Linked DNA regions of Anas platyrhynchos: region 2 is linked to region 1. A link is a contact called in public Hi-C data. All regions are on one chromosome and are shown on one strand. Each heading gives the region's core, a stretch centred on a gene start, on an enhancer-like site or on the middle of the called end of the contact. The rest is flanking DNA. Distances are from core to core; before and after follow the strand shown.

Region 1 (2,700 bases), core at 60-2,559:
TTGGGAGGAGAAGTAGGAACTGCAAAGAAATGAGAAACAGGTTATCAGAAACAGTTTGCCCAATTTCACTGGATGTAAGTAATCTCAGCACCTTCACTTTTTATTAGAAGAAAGGCACGTGCAACAATAAAAACCCTGAACATTCACAGTCTTCAGATAAATCCACTATACCAGTGCAGTGGTCTTACTGATTTACTCCATTAAACTGGCAAATGCCATCTGGTGCGCAGTATTTCCTTTTCATGGCAAGTTACCTGATTCTAAAGCCTTTCTGTCACCAGATGCTGTGATTCATGATTGAGCTCATCTATCTTCAAAATCACATCGTCTTCAGAGAACTCTAGTAGTTGGGGTTAGTGACTTCTAACATGAATTTGTTTGCTCATCAGAAAAACTGCATGAACTTGTGGAATAAACACATTTTATAGACACAGGCCTATGAAATATCTCCATATTTTCAGGTTTATAGTGGGACCAAGACCCAGCAATGCAAATTTGCCACTCAAATCTGAATCAGCAAAGTAAATCCACCAGAGGTTTAGAAGTGTAGCCAGTAATTCTCAACTTACTTTACTGAACATTTATTTGTGATTTGCAAGGAAACCTGCACCACAAAAGCATGTCCAATCCAGAAATACTGGCAGAACACACCTGTCCAACCTTGCTCCTTGAGTTACCAGAGAGCAAAACTGGGAGTGGGAGAGAGGGAGAGCTTTCTGTTCCCATCAGCCCCTCCTGCCTAAAACTCAGGAAATGGCACAAACCACTCCAGCGAAAGACTGAAACCTGAGACCTTTCTCCCTGCACACTCAAATATCCAGCTGGGGCTTGGATTAATGGCTTTCAAATGCACAGAGCCCATGTCTCCAAAGGTGCATTAACCAGCTACAGTTTGGAATGCCACATTATGAAAAACATGAAAACTTTTAATTAGGTAACTTTTAGCAAAGTATATTTACCTTGGATATTTAATACTGTAATAGTAACATTTAGCGCTTACACAGTGCTTTCCATGTTTAAAGAGCTTTATGTATACTACTTATTAGAAATTAATTTGCACATCCTCTGAGGTGGCTACCTATTATCCCAATGCAGAATAATAGGTGAAAACCAGTGATGGCAAAAGAGATTCAAAAGTTCCTGTAATCATTATCCTAGATACTTAAAAGCATGCTCCACAGAAATGATGTAAAGCACTACTCAAGGCCCTAGAGTTAGCTTCAAAGAAAAAATAAACCTCAGGACTAGCCCTCAAGAGATTAGTAATGCAGAGAACAACACTGAAACCAGTTATCCTGTATTTTTCTTCAGTCTTAGTTGAGGAGCAAGTCCTGTACAACGCTGCAAGTCATGAGTATTCAAAAATAATGAGTCACACACTCAGGAATTTGGCGAGTAATATAAATCACAAGATCCGTTATGAGAAAATATATTTAGCTTTTGCTTTTTTTTTTAGTTTGCCTCTTAGTTCCCAAGCTTTTAGGTCACATTTACAAATATTCCTTACAAGCACCCCAACTAGAAATGCACACTATTTAAATTGAAGAAATGTAACTGCCTCTATCTCACCCTTGCTCCTGCACTTTGAGTTTCAAATTCTCTTCAAAGAACTTTATCTGTGCAACTTTTACAATCCCTGCACAGAGTTATGGATGAGAACAGTGTGTGTACTAAATACAGTTCGAACACTGGATGTGCCTAGCAATCAGAAGGGGAAGCGAGCCTCCATGCAGACCTGGGCTAGTTCCACAGCTCTGACATTCTGTTTTTGGGGGAGTGCATTCTGACAAAGCCACGTATCTCTGGGCAAACACATCACTCTCACCAAAAACGAAGACAATGTTCTCAACAGCAACTGATGCTCACTAAGGGTTATGGGACTTCAGAATAAGTTAGGAGCTTTCTGATTTCATCTTTTTCTTAATCCTTCTTTAGAATACTTGGATGACCTGACCAATTCTTTACATACTTGACTTTCTGCTGTACTTTAATCTAGTCTGAGAACTGCAGGGTAATTTTAATAGGCTCTTTTTTGTCCCTACTCTTCAAATAAACAGAAACACCAGCATAATGAACAGTAAATTCAACTACGCAAAGATCATTTCACACTGTGGGATGATGGGGGCTAATGAGGGACAGGTCAGGAGAGGTTCTGGAGCTCCCAGATATTCACAGGGCCCCAAGTTCCTCCCAGTGGCTACAAACCCTCTCCTGCTCTCTACTTGGAGAGTGCATCACTTCCACAGCTCTGGGAAGTGCAATGCCTATTCACGTTGAAGAATGATTTAGGGTTGATTTGGATGTCTTAATTTTTATTGGGATTTTGGTTTTGATTCATTTGTCTCATGCACTTCCTCACTGTAATAATAATCATCATCATGATACTGAATTTAAATTATTACTTGCTAAATTATTTTGTTTGTATGCTTCTTTATTCTCTCCTGCCTGTGAACTGTGGTACATTATTCATTACTTCTCTGTAATTTGATGTAAATTCTTTTGCATGCAATCATCCCTTTGAATTTTGGAGTATGTTTTTCTTTTTTAATCAGAATTTCTGACCAAACTAGAAAGAACCCCCCAGCAAGTACTCCTCAGCATAATCATTTTAAACACATGCTTTCCCTCCTCCAGGATTCTGGCATACAAGACTTTATTGATCTCATCACAGATGTTAACCCTTCCAGAAAGGCACAGATG
Region 2 (2,700 bases), core at 132-2,631, 260 kb after region 1:
AAATACAGAAGGGGAAATGGGTGAGTTTATTGATTGGGAACGCTTGGTTTTGCTTGGTTTTGCCCAAGATGTGAGTTAAATAGAAGGGGCTGCCAGAGCTGGAGGATGGCAAAGGGCAGGGGATAAGGGGAGATGCTCTCGCCTTCGCCACGCTTCCTGCCACCCGTTGGCACCGCGCCGCCTCCTGCCAGCCCGCACAGGTGGGACTCCAAATCCGCGAACGGGGCGCCGCGGGGCTGCTCCGGGGGGATCAGCCATGCGACTGCTGTCGCCACAGGGATAATGAAAGGTATCTAGGCTAGCAGAGAGGGCAGATGGAGGCAAAGCTGCAGCCAGCAATCTGTGTGCACACAGCGACCAACCCACTGCTCCCTGTCCACGGGATCCCCATAATCTCCCAAGGCAGACCTGCTGTTACAAACGCTCTCATCACTAACGCAGCGGGGGCAGCTAAGCAGAGAGAGTGAATGATCTAGCAGGGGGTTAATAAAAGGACTGACGCAGAACAAAAAAGCCTGTCAGACACCATAAGATGTGCTCTCCACCCCTTCCACCCCTAAGGAAATTAAAAATTGTAGCCTGTGGTGTACACCGTTTGCTCAGCGGGACTGGACGGGGCAATGGGATGTGGAAGGGTGGGACGGGAAGGGGAAGGCTGGGAGTCAAATCTTTGTCAGGGCTGTTCTTTCTGAGGCTATATATCAAGCGTCGCTTTTCTAAAGGACCAGGTTCAAACCTGATGGGACCAAGCCACGTTTCTGTGTGCTGCTGCCAGCAGCTCATCCTGGAGAGTCAGCTGGATCCTGCCAGGCTGCTCTGCCTGAAACCAAAGTCCACGCTCGCATGTTTCCATGGAAATGGGAAGAGAACAAATGCCTCTGACATGACACCCCTTTTCTGATGTAGATTTGGACCATTTCTAGCATTCCTTCCTACCAAAACCCTTCAGGACTGGATATTTTGCAGCCAGGAGGAAAGGGAAAAAAAACATAATCCTATGAAAGAAAACGCACCAAGCTTTCTGGTGAGCAGCAACGGAACTCTAAAGCACATTAATCTACTGAAAACACCCTTTGAGGCGAACAGAGCTCTCTTCTCACACGCACTAAGCACAGCTCTGTAATTCACAGGCTCCTTCTTTCGTACAAGTGCTTGGCGACGAGCTCTTCCCTCTCCTCTTCAGGCTGTTTGGTGCAAAGTTTCCAGAACCATTCCCCCCCTCCAAAGGAACGAAATCCCCGGGCTCCCAGGCGAATCCCCCGCTGCCGATTCCTGCCCGTTATTGTCTGCTTTGCCCTGTGCATTGTCTCCAGCCTCCGCTCACAGCTCTGCAGGCAGGCAGGAGCAGCCGGGCTGCGCAGCACAGGCCCGCAGCGCCCTCTCCCGCGGGCCAGCCCGTGCGGCGCCGCACAGCCAGCCAAGGGGCGCTGCGGCACCCACAGCACCGGGTGCGTACGGCCCAGGAGCCCTGCTTGGGTTCGGGGTGCTGCCCCAGTCCCAGCTCCCTGCCTGGTAGGCGAGCTGCTGGGTGTCTCTCACCAGGCAGAGCTGGCGTTTCACAAGGGCTGATGGCTGCAGCACCCAAAATAGCAGTAACTTCCCCGCACCTTGAGCCAAGGCCTGAGGCATTTTGGCAAGCGAAGGCAGAAATCCGTGCCGGAGCACTGCTTTCTATCAACTGCTGGGCACTTCAGATAAAGGCGAGCCCTGCTCACAGAGGTTTGCCAGGGGCCTGAGCTTGGCACCAGAGGAGCGTGGAGTGCTCAGTGCCCCAGGTCTGACTGCATCTCACAGCAGGGACAACTCCCCGCGCTGTTACTCCCCGTGCGGTTACTCCCTGAGCTGCTCAAGCCCTGCTCAAGCCCCTCACACCAGGAGCCCCAGCAGCCGGCTCCTGCCCACCCCAGGATCTGCACCTCCCATCCTGGTGGCACAGGAGCATTGCACACTTTGGGAGAAGAAATAGGAGAGGTCTTTTGCAGAGCCAAAGGTAAAACAATGACAAGTTTGGTTCCATAGGGAGCTTGCCTGGATGGTTTGGGATTATTATCATTTTAAAGGACAAGTGCTGGAAGCCAAGGGTATGAATGAAGGAGCTTCATGAATACAGATATGCTGCACGGATAGAATAAATAAAGCTCATCTACAGTCGCCGTTTCTCTTTCCAAGTGGGTGAAGACAAAGTATGCCACCCCAGGAGATCCAGAAGAGGATCAGACCTTGTCAACAGAGGCTGGACATTAAACAGTGCCTGAGATGGCAGGCCTGCTAGAAGCAGCTGGCTGAGTGCTTCCCTGCTATCAGAAGTGACGTGCCGGGGAAGTCAGCCTTCCTCTACGAGGAGCAACGCTCCCAGGAAGCAACAGATTTCTAGCCGGCACAAAAACACTTGCAAAGCAGAAGCACTTCTCCCTGACCTCGCTGCGAGGGACTGCAGAAGGTCCTCAGAGTCCCAGCCAGCGGGGTCGCAGACCTGGCAGGGCATTCAGCACCATACTGTGGTTGCTGGAATGAACAGTTAGCAAAACGAGTTAAAAAGGGGAAATTAAAAAAAAGGATTTCAGTTGACCTGAATATTTCACTTGTCCTAAGAGAAAATGAGAAGCACAGGGCTGCGCATGAGCGAGAAGCAGCAGCTCTGGCCACACAGCGCTTTGTGGGGTCTCAGCCTTGCTCTCCCCACCAAAGAAACTCGCAGCA

The links. A called contact is a pair of places that touch in the nucleus more often than the background predicts.
Region 2: a contact with region 1 is called in a Hi-C map of subcutaneous adipose tissue, with 2.3 times the contacts expected there. The contact joins two enhancer-like sites. A contact is called at or near these places in 2 of 8 Hi-C or Micro-C datasets (F1 follicle and subcutaneous adipose tissue).

What each region holds. Positions count from the first base shown.
Region 1 is chr11:13,183,367-13,186,066 of IASCAAS_PekinDuck_T2T, forward strand. NEO1 (neogenin 1) reads right to left here. Exons shown (of 28, transcript XM_027465579.3): 19 at 1-19. Among named protein-coding and RNA genes, the nearest start is that of NEO1, 160 kb to the right of the region's middle. Within about 2 kb of position 1,310, at least 1 of the 8 cell types and tissues checked has an H3K27ac peak or open chromatin away from gene starts, as enhancers often do. A contact at or near this core is called in subcutaneous adipose tissue, where this site is marked.
Region 2 is chr11:13,442,815-13,445,514 of IASCAAS_PekinDuck_T2T, forward strand. No RefSeq gene overlaps it. Among named protein-coding and RNA genes, the nearest start is that of ADPGK, 13 kb to the right of the region's middle. Within about 2 kb of position 1,382, at least 2 of the 8 cell types and tissues checked have an H3K27ac peak or open chromatin away from gene starts, as enhancers often do. A contact at or near this core is called in subcutaneous adipose tissue, where this site is marked.